2 separate regions of the Rattus norvegicus genome follow, and region 1 is linked to region 2. A link is a contact called in public Hi-C data. All regions are on one chromosome and are shown on one strand. Each heading gives the region's core, a stretch centred on a gene start, on an enhancer-like site or on the middle of the called end of the contact. The rest is flanking DNA. Distances are from core to core; before and after follow the strand shown. Region 1 holds the start of Tp53inp2 (tumor protein p53 inducible nuclear protein 2). Region 2 holds the start of Dynlrb1 (dynein light chain roadblock-type 1).

What was found. Hi-C and Micro-C count contacts between places; a contact is called where the count stands out from the background.
Region 1: a Hi-C map of frontal cortex shows a contact between it and region 2, with 2.3 times the contacts expected there. The contact joins the promoter of Tp53inp2 here to the promoter of Dynlrb1 in region 2. A contact is called at or near these places in 4 of 12 Hi-C or Micro-C datasets (Schwann cells, frontal cortex, mammary epithelial cells and 1 more) and 1 of 1 datasets of contacts at active chromatin or transcription factors (oligodendrocytes).

What each region holds. Positions count from the first base shown.
Region 1 is chr3:164,339,090-164,344,530 of GRCr8, forward strand. It overlaps Tp53inp2 (tumor protein p53 inducible nuclear protein 2), which reads left to right and starts at 3,048. Exons shown (of 4, transcript NM_001270947.1): 1 at 3,048-3,244. Mir6334 (microRNA 6334) reads right to left here and starts at 4,334; the gene lies at 4,236-4,334. It also overlaps a transcript of Pigu not described here.
Region 2 is chr3:164,200,877-164,206,328 of GRCr8, forward strand. Dynlrb1 (dynein light chain roadblock-type 1) reads left to right here and starts at 2,363. Exons shown (of 4, transcript NM_131910.5): 1 at 2,363-2,423. The coding sequence starts at 2,421.

The sequences.
Region 1 (5,441 bases), core at 1,798-4,297, 140 kb after region 2:
GTTATATACTTGTTAGCTGCTATGTAGGTGCTGGGAATCAAGCCCTGGTCCTCTGGAAGAGCATCCAATGCTCTTAGCTACCGAGTCATCTCTCTAGCCCTATTTCCTATTAATAGGGCTGGCTGGAGAGGTTGCTCAGTGGTTAAGAGTGCTTTCAGATTTTTTCAAAAAATGTTTTAAATGAGGTGTATAAAGTATTTTTAGTTATTTTTATGTGTATTGATGTTTTGCTTGCATGTATGCATGGATGTGCACTACATGCCTGCCTGGTATCCAGAGAGGTCAGAAAAAAAGTCATCAGATCTTGGAACTCGAGTTAAATGGTTGTAGGCTGCCACATGGACGCTGGGAGACGAACCTGGGTCACCTGGAAGACTAGTCGGTGCGCTTAACTGCTGAGCCAGCTCTCCGATTTTTAAAAATTTATTGAATGTGTCTGGGTGATTTGTCTGCATGTCTGTCTGCATACTAGTTGAGGGCATTGGATCCCATTTTAGACAGTTATGAGGCACCATGTGGTTGCTGGGAATTGAACTCAGGGCCCCTGGAAGAACAGTCGGTGCTCTTAGCCACTGAGCTCTTTCTCCAGTCCATCCAGTCAGACTTTTTTTTCCTTTTTTCTTTTTTTTTTCTTTTTTTCGGAGCTGGGGACCGAACCCAGGGCCTTGCGCTTGCTAGGCAAGCGCTCTACCACTGAGCTAAATCCCCAACCCCCCAGTCAGACTTTTTTAACTGGGTCTGAGTGTGCTAGCACGCCTTTAATCCCAATGCCTGGGAGGCAGAGGCAAGTGATTATCTGTGAGACCAGGTTAGTCTGATGTACATAGCAAGTTCCAGGCTAGGCAGAGTTATGTAGTGAAACTCTGACTCAATGTCAATGTGTGTCTGACACACACACACACACACACACACACACACACACTCTCTCTCTCTCTCTCTCTCATAGACCATGTGTGCTCTAACTCGAAATGTAGCCCAGGCTATCCCAGACACTGGGTAGATAGGACTACGAGTGTAAGCAACACACTCAGACACTTCCATTTGTTGAAAAAACAATTGAGACCGTCCATCAAAGTCATCACTGTCTAGTCGAATTTTGAAGACAGGGAGGAATGTTAGGAAGGCTCAGAGAAGGCAATCTAGACAGAGGAGAGAGTTTTGAAAAGACAAAGATTTACTAGCACAGGGTACACAGAGAAGAAAGGAGGAGCTGCTGTTGAGAACCGGGTCTGGGTTGTGAAGAACCATCGGTGTTGTTGGGGTTGTGGGGCTTTGTGAGAATGTAAGGTTTTAGAGGAAACAGGCGGTATGACAGGAGGGACACATTAGTGATTAGTTTGTCAGCAAGGAGGTCAAGGGAGGGTATGAGATTAGCAGGAAGTGGCTGTGCTAGGCAGAGGCTCGGGCTTGCACAAATGAGGACACACTGGAAACCCTAGTGTGAGGAACACAGTGCTAATCGTCTCCCCCCAAGCCTCTGGGTATTATTTCCTGGCTGTCTCCTCTGCCTGGCAGGCTTCAGTCCTCCCTTATAGCTTTCTGACCAGGCTGGGGCAGGGTTCTTGAAATCACCAGAGCATGGAGCTCTGAACTAGCTCCTGTTGGCCAGATGGGCAACTCTCAGAGCTTCATCTCCCAACTCTGTTCTAAAGACCCAGATGCTCTAGCAGTGGAAATCCCCTAAGGATTTCACGGGCCATTGCAAGAGCTCAAGCCTGGAGCATGAACTTGGCAGAGTCTTGAGGATGAAGGGTCTGGAAAACCCTGTCAGCTCTAAGTTTGGACACCTATGGCAGCATGTCAGGTAAACTAAGGCCCAGAATAGTAAGGACTTACTTGAAATCACATCGTTGAGACACAGGACTGGAAGCCAGGTTTCCCTGCAGACATTAGAATCCTGGAATTCAGTCCCTCTGGTGCAGGTAGTGATCAGTCAAGGCTAGTTGGTGCCTGTAAGTTAACTCCTGTTAAAACTCCTGGCTCTGCTGTTGACTATTGCTTAATTACCTCGGGAAGTTACTTAGAACCTCCTAGTCTGTTTCTTTAACTATAAAAGGAGGATAATGCCCACCTTTTGGGTTTATTGTGAAGATTAAAAAGCAGCACAGTGCTTGGCATATGTTAAGTATTCAAAGTCAGCTGGCAGTCTGGAAGAAGCAATAGTAATTGCCCCTTCTTTCCCTCCCCTCTCTTGGGGTTCCCTGTTGCTCAAGCTGCCTTTCAACTCTTGAACCTATTTCTACCTACCAAGTGCTGAAATTAAAGGCAGGTACATGTAATCTCAGTTTTTCCACATGTAAATCAGGACTTAACAATCCCTGTCCTGTCTGTCACTCCTCCCTCTGTCCTGTTCCGGTAGCAAATAAGGACTAAATAAGGTATGTAAACGTTCTAGGCTGAGCTGTCTCCAGGTCAATGTTTATTCAGCTTAGAGCAATTTCTTTCCAAGTCCCACGCTGGCCAGATTTCCCGTCAGCCCTACCAGTTCCCTAACTCGCAGGTGCTTCTTTGTAACCGCGGAACCGGCAAGGTCTGCTCAAACCCACCGGGGGAAAAAAAAAAAAAAAAAAAGGAGAGCGTGGGGGAAAACAAAACGTGTAGGGGTAAGACAGAGGAGGGAGAGCAGACAAGGACGACAGTGTGGAGAAGTGGGGTAAAGAACAAGGGGGACGGGGGCGGGGGGGAAGGGACTTACAGATGGAGCGCGGCGGGGGTGAGTGGGGTGGGTGTCCTGTACCTAAGATGAAGGCTAAGGATGTGCGGAGCGCTGGGACAAGTGAGGGAGCAGGGATATGTGCGGAAAAAGCGGCGAGGTGGGATTCTTGAGGAAGAATTGGGGGGTCGCTTTCAGTGTGAGGTCTGTGAGTGACTGGGGGCAGGGAATTCGGGCCGTCACCTCCACTCAGACAGAGGCTGGGAGCGCAGCTCCCGGGATGCAGCCACCCGCTGGCAAGCCGCGGAGGGGCGGGGAAAGAGCATTCGACGCCTGCGATTGGCCGCCGCTCCGACGGCCGCTGACGCGAGCGGGCGGGCCCCTTTGTGACGTCACAATCAGCTGTTGAAGCGTTCGGATTTGTGCCCTGAGCCCCGGCTGCAGCGGCCGCAGCAGCTCCGGGCGTCCGTTCGCGAGCCCCGCCGTCTCTCGGCCTGTCCCCGGTATGCAGCTCCGGTTGTGAGCACCGGCGACCCGGGGACGCCCGGCCGCACAACTACCTCAGCGCAGCGGTTGCTGCAGCGGCCCCAGGTGAGTCCCGACCTCGGGGTTGGGGGCTCCGGGCACCCCCAGGACACGCCCTGCGCCCCCCTCTCCCGTTCTTTGTCTGTCTCCGCCGGCGGCAGCCGGAGCTGCGTTCTTGGCTCCCTATTGGTTGCCCTAAGCCGGTAGGCCATGACGTCGCGTTATTTGCATATGACATTGAGACGTCACCAAGGCCAGCCCCGCCTTCCAGGCTTGCTTGGGTGCTTGTCCTCTGGTGACCCGGTGGGCGCTATGTTGTGCCCGGCCGGTCGAGGGTTGAGAGACGCTGAAAGGCAAGCGAGACCCGAGGGCACTCGGCGGTTCCCCGAGCTAATCTAGGGACTGAGGTCAGGCATCTCATCTGCTTTTTCCTTGCGACCTGAAGAAGGGTCAGATGGCAAAACTCGATTTAAGTCGAGAGGGTGGAAGGTAGATGAAGGAAGCTTCAGACTCCAGGTCCTGGAGACAGCACCAGATGGTAGCGGATCCCCTCAGTCTTCAGGCTCCGCCCCCTAACATAATAACATTCTTCTAATCCCTGGCATGTGTGCAGAGACTTAGTTGATGTCATTTTCAGCCTACAAATATTGAGGGTCTTAACGCCCACTTCACGGAGGGGGAAACAGACTCAGAGAGACGTAGTTTATTAGAGATCTCAGCCAATTACAATCACACCCAATAAGCGACAGATCCCTTAGCTGAAGTACAAGGTACAAGCTATATATCCATCTACTGAGGACCCTATCTTGGGTTCAGCACCAACCCAATTTGATGGGTGTTTCAGTCTTCTTCCTGATCGTGGTCATTTTCCCAGGGGGTCTCTGAAAATTGGGTCCCTTACAAGGCCCCGACCTCCTCTGCCTTCTTTCTACCTCAGAACCCAGTTAATTGCTGTCTCCCAGCTGTTTTGACCACAGAAAGGTGAGTCACTAGTTGCCTGCCTCCAGGTGTCTCCAGGGCAGATGTTGTTGAGAGCGAGTTGGGAGTTCCCTCTATTGGCTTCCCATCAGATCCCAAGCCGGCAGCTGGGAGAGCCTGGCACTAGTGATTACAGTGCTTAGGCTGTTTCCCGAGTCTGCTTCCAGGGTGACAGAAGGATGTTTCTTACTTTCCAAGTAAGTAGATCTGGAGTCCTTCCCAGGTTGGGGGTCGCTCAAGAATGGCCTGGGCTGGGATTGGCTTTGGCCTCAAGTGCTATTCTGGGCACAGCTGCTGTAGGATTAAGGGAATGGTTCTTCCTGGAGCAGAGCCAGGAATCTGAGAACCAGGAAGCCAGGAGGCTCTCCTAGTGGTCAGAGGAGGAGGGGGCAGTTGTAGCTGGCTGACTGGCTGTCACTAACTTTTGTATGATCTCCACCAGGCAGCTTCTCACTCAACATTTTCAACAGTTGAAAAGGCTCCTGTCAGGGTCTGGCACGCAGTGTGAACCATGGGAAATGCGTGCTAAAGTTTGATGCCAGGATTTCTACGTTGTTCAGTGGATAGGCACAAGGGTGCTGGCTGGACCAGGGCATGTGTCTGCTCTCCCTGTTTGCATCATTCTTGGATATTATCTGTTGAGGTTTTTCTGATTATATGCATTCTGCATTGTCACACCACCATTAAGCTATAGCTTTATTGGGTAGATGAATGTTCCTAGAACAGGAAATTTCTTGTCTTAGTCCAGGGAAGGATTGGGTCTTGGTCCAACACTTGAGTTTATCCTCAAGGGCTCCTCGCATCTGACAGCTTCCTTCTTCCACTATCTCTCTCTGGCATGTTGTCTCACTAGCCAATATTCTGTCTCTTGGCCAGGGATGCTGACTTTGAACAAGAATCTAGGAAAAGGGGGGTGGGGTTAGAGTTGTGGGGAGGACCTGTGGGCATAGGTCCCCCTCATCTGAGGGTTGCCCAATCTCATTGGGAGATTGTAGCAAGAACTGTGAGGTTTCTGTTAGGGAGCACCTTTCAAACCCCACTAATTATTCTTGGTCTATGAAAGGCTGCTGCTTAGAAAACCTTGCTGAAGTCCAAGATTTTTTTTTCCTAGAAAAATTACACGTAGCCACAGGCCTATTTATTAAGTTAAAAAAGCCTATTCTAGGGGTTGGGGATTTAGCTCAGTGGTAGAGCGCTTGCCTAGCAAGCGCAAGGCCCTGGGTTTGGTCTCCAGCTCAAAAAAAAAAAAAAAAAAAAAAAAAAAAAAAGAAAAGAAAAAAGAAAA
Region 2 (5,452 bases), core at 1,113-3,612:
ACTTCAAGTCCTATCGAATAATTCTCCATAACTGGTAACTGAATCCTCGCCAGAGCTGCTCCATCCTGCATCCTTGTCTGACTCGTATGAAGGATGGGGGTGAAGGTCCTTGCTCTAATTCATTGGACGTTTAGGACTCCATTCTCACTACCACTCCTACCCTTACCTGGAATGAAGACCTGGAGGTGAGGGACACTATACGTTATTCCCAGCGTTCAGTAACCATTTCTTCATTTACTACATGTATATATTTTGAAGTGGTTTTCCTGAGTAGCCCTGGCTGTCCTGGAACTTGCTCTGTAGATGAAGCTGGCCTCCACATCAGAGATCCGCTCGCTTCTGCCTCCGTAAAGTTGTGCATTGTGCACCATTACACCCAACCTCCAGTCTTTGTGAACATCACACTCAACATACAACCTTTTTTTTAATGAGTGGTTTGCCTCTGTGTGTGTGTGTACACCGCGTGTGCCTGGTGCTGAGATCATCACTGGGAAAGTGATAGACGACTGTGAACTGCCATGTGTGTGCTGGAAACTGAACCCAGTTGTCCTCAGCAAGAAGACCGAGTGCTCTTAACCAGTGAGTCCCCTCCCTGCCTGAGACAGTCTTTGTAATCCAGGCTGTCCTGGAACTATGGAAATTAGACTGCCATCAAACTTCGAGAAATCCTGAGTGCTGGTGTTAAAGGCATGTACTAATGGCCCTTTTAAAAAGCTATCTTGAGGAAATTTCAGGGTTGTTTGCACTTTTTAAATCTAGCTTTGTCCAGTGTTACCCCGGCTGACCTGGTACAGTTATTGAAACTAACAAATTAATATGATAGCACCTTACCTACATTCCCTACTCAAAGTCCACCTATCTCTACCAATATTCTAATTTGTGACAGTTCCTTATCTTTCAGGACCTGGAGATTTTTGTTTTGTTGGGGGTTGGTTATGTTTTTGCTTTGGAGACATGCATCCATCTTGAAGCCCAGGCTGCCCTAGAACCTGTTGTTATCCTGCTTCAGCCACCCAAGCGCTGAGATGACAGCTGTATGCCAACCAGACCTGATTGACTCTGAGATCCCCCTCAAAGAGATGCCCTTTTGGAGAGAAAGCTGTTTGATCCAAAAAGCAGTGGATTTTGTCCCCTTTGGGGTCACATATCAGATATCCTGAATATCAGATGTTTACATTACAACTCATAAGTAACAAAATTAGCTATGAATTAGCTATGAAATAATTGTATGTTTGGGGGTAACAACTTGAGGAACTGAGTTAAAAAGTCAGAGTATTAGGAAAGTTGAAGACTGTCCTCAGAGAATATCCCTCAATATGGGTTTCATTTTCTTAAGATTGGATTTTTGTGGCAAATACCCGGGAGGTCATACTCCCTTAGTCTATCATACTAGGTGCACAGGACATCAATGCAGATACCATTATCCTTGATCTGATTGAGTGATGCCTGCTGCATTCTTTTTTTATTTTATTTTTATTTTTTTTATTTTTTTATTTTTTGGTTCTTTTTTTTTTTCGGAGCTGGGGACCGAACCCAGGGCCTTGCGCTTCCTAGGCAAGCGCTCTACCACTGAGCTAAATCCCCAACCCCGCCTGCTGCATTCTTGATGCAAACCCTACGCGCTGAACTCTTCCCCCACTGAAGAAAAGGCACCTGTCATGAAATTCTGGAGGTAGATCATCAGGCTTGGTTTCAGCAAGTCCCATTGCAGGAAGAAACGTTCGTGAAGAAAGTGGTGATGCCAATCGCATATGAGGCTATTGAGGTATAAGCTATAGACTTTCATGTGACAAAAGGATCCTTGCATGCCAGTGTTTTAAGCTAGGTGTTCTGCTAGAAACCCGGATTGTTTTTCATAACCTGCAAGAGTAAAAAATAAGCAGAGGACAAAGACAGGTCTCTGGAAAATGGGTCCTCCAAAGAGGTGAGAAAATGGAAGGGCAGAAAAGTAAATAAGTGTCTCCCAAGAAACACAGGCGTGCAGAGGAGTTCGCGATCCCAGATCTTACACACCGAGGGCAGTCTTGACTAATTCATCCCAGAGCTTGCTCCAGAGATGCCCAACCTCGGGGCTGCCCATGTCCTCTGATCATTGAAGTTAATTGTTTCTGCCTCAATCTGGGCCAAAGGGAGTCCAGCAACAGCTGGCCTCAGCCCAGGGACCTCGATTGAATACTGAAAACGCCAAGACTTGACACCTCGAACTCACAGCCGGAGAGGAAATTCTCCATTAGAAGAGCTTCAGTCTTTCCCAGTGGGGAGAGTCCATGCGTCGATGACTCACGTCAGCCAGCCCCATCACTACTGTCTACTGATTGGTTGTTCTATCTGTCTGTCTTCACGAAGGACTGTGCGCAGGCTCAGAAGGGCGGGGAACTCGGCTGAGTGTTGGCGATTCGGAGCTGCTGTGTCTGTCCGAGATGGTGAGTGTCCACCCAAGGCGGCGGCAGTGGGCTCCGGCTGCCCGGCATGGCCATCCCCCGGCAGGGGTTTTAGTCGTTGGGTGTCGCACCGCGGGACCCGGGGATGCGGGCCTTTAATCCCAGCCGAGGCAGAGCTACCGGAAGCTGGTGTGTGAGGGGCCGCCCCGGAGGCCCGCCCTCCGGCTCGATTACAGTTTAGCACTTTGGTCAGTGTTGAGAGACCCCAGCCAGGCTGCAACGTTTCCTGAAGTCTGGCAAATATCAGGCACCGTAGGCGTAGGCGCTTTACGTGCGTTGCCTTTCCTCCTCCGCTCTGTGAAGTAGATACGGCCATTAGCGCCGTCTTCACTCTTGGAATCCAAAGACTGTCGTCCCTGGGATTCGAACTCTGCGGGCTTGACTGCCGCCCGTGGGCTGCTCGGTTTGGCGTTGGGGTCAGGAACCGGCGGGGTCCACCCTAGGGATCCCCAAATCTCTGCCTACCTTAATAGGGTGGTGCTTTCAACCCTCACAAGTGTACAGAATTTAAAAGGCCTTTTCCGTCGTTAAGGCAAACCTCAGAATCTTATTTACAACGGGTGCACTCTTGAAAAACCCAGCACTGGGAAGGCTAGAGCAAAAGGATTTGCAGTTGGAGGGCAGCTTGGGATATAAAACGCACGAGCCTTTTTTGTTTTGTTTGTTTTGTTTTGGTCAGTGTCGCAAAAACAAAAACTTAAGAGAAATTTTAGTTGCTAAATATTTTGTGTATATAAGTAGTGTTTTGCTTGTTTGTATTGTAAGTGTTTCTGCTGCAATAGAAGGGTATCCTGGGCATTCCTCAGAATCCCAGGAAGTACACAGCTCTGAGGGGAGAAGGTATCCCAATGGAAGGGCATCCTGAGACACAGGGTTAGGAAGCACACAGCTCTGAGAGGATGTCTCCTCAGCAGAGGTGCTGCAGTTCTTGGGAGGGTATTCCCAGCTGAGCTGAGGACTCAGGAGCCTCATTGCAGGGACAAATCCAGGGTGTGGAGGGACGAATCCTGGGGTGGCCGTCTCCGCTCTGGGGAGCCGGCAGCAGGAAACTGAACAAAGAACAGGGCTTATATAGGATTTCTTTTCTCCTCCTCCTCCTCCTCCTCCTCCTCCTCCTCCTCCTCCTCCTCCTCCTCCTCCTCCTCCTCCTCCTCCTCCTCCTCCTTCCTCCTCCTCCTTCCTTCCTTCCTTCCTTCTTCCTTCTTCCTTCTTCCTTCTTCCTTTTTTTTTTTTTTTTTTTCAGAGCTGGGGACCGAACCCAGGGCCTTGCGCTTGCTAGGCAAGCGCTCTACCACTGAGCTAAATCCCCAACCCCTTATATAGGATTTCTTAGGGGACAGAGCTCCTCAGGGCAGAGATTTCCGGAGTGAGAATTGGTTGGGATTTTTAAGCCCTGAGCTTGGGGAGCTTTGGGATTGGTCCCCCCCCCCGCACCCCCCCCCCCGCCCGTTTCCCTTCGATAGGACCGTGAGCTAGGATGGGAAGTGCTCCCTAACTGCAGGCAGCGTTGGCTGAGGTGGCATCACTGCTGAGCTGTTTGGGGAGGCCAGAGAGGAGGTGCCAACACTATGGACAACTCCTTCAGTGGTAGGTACCTCATGATAGCTGAGGTGAGAAAGGAGTTTCTACCACCGAGGACAGCTCCTGTGAGGACTACAGGCTGAGGCAGAAAAGGAGGTGTAGCCATTCTGACAGCTTCAGTTTGCTGCTCAGGGACTACATGTATATGTATAACGTGCCTGATGAGGGATCAGATTAGAACTGGATTTACTGATGGCTGAAAACTATAAATAAAAAAGCAACTGAGAAGGAAACAGAATGGCACCAGCTAGATAGACAATGGTTATCGACCTGTGGGGTCTCAGCCCTCACAAGGATCACGTATCAGATATTTACAGTTATGAAGTGACAATGAAGTAGTTTTGTGGCTATTAGGGTCGCAGCATCAGGAAGGTTAGAACCACCGAGCTAGAGACAGCTATGTAGGTACATTGCAGATGGTGTTCTTATTCTGTTTTTGTTGTGGCCAGCATCGACTGTTCAATTGGGGCTCTGTGTTTTTCACGATGTCACAAAGAATGTCTCTACATCATCAGATCAGTATTGCCTCAGATCTATGCAGTGCTATTTTTCACAACACTAACCTGTAAAAACATGTTAATAGGAAACTGGAGAGATGGTCTCAGCCATTGAGAGTATTTGTTGCACTTACAAAAGCCTCAGGTTCAAGTCCCAACACCTACATACAACTGGTTGTAACTTCACTTCTAGATCTGATACCTTCTTCTGATTTCTGCAGGCTCCTGCATACACACGTGCATATATAAAGTAAATACATCAATATATTTTTAAAATTTCTAACAGCTTATTCAGAGTTTTAAGAAATACAAAAGGATCTAAGTGAAAAATATCTCTCCCATCTATCCCCAATCCCAGCTTCAGTCTCCTTCAGGAACAACCAGGTGTGTGTGTGTGTGTGTGTGTGTGTGTCTATTTGTCTGTCTATGTGTGTGTGTCTATGTGTGAAACTCCCTCTGTAGACCAGGGAATTTTTTCTATACCGGAATGTGCATATATATCTGAAAGTTCTTCTGTAGGCCACGCTGGCCTAGAACTCACAAAGATCTGCCTGCCTCTGCCTCCCAAGTGCTGGGATTAAAAGTGTGTGCCACCAGCACGTCCCAGAGTAATTTACATAAGTGTGAATGTGCTCTGATTTTTCATACATGGTAGATTTCTATAATCAGTACTATAGTGTTTGCATCCGTAAAATTGCTACATATTTAGATTCCAAATAAACTCATGAAGCACTGTAGTATAGTCTGTAGGAAGTGCGTGTGGTCATTTCTTACCCTACCCCCAAGCTAACCACTGCTGACAGCGGGGTATGCTTCCTTTTTGATATGTTTGGTGCACAGGACTATTTTTTCTTTGTGCTTTATGTAACGCACAACTTGCCATTTAGCCAAGGGTGACCTTGAACTTCCAGTCCTCCTGCCTCTACCGTCTAA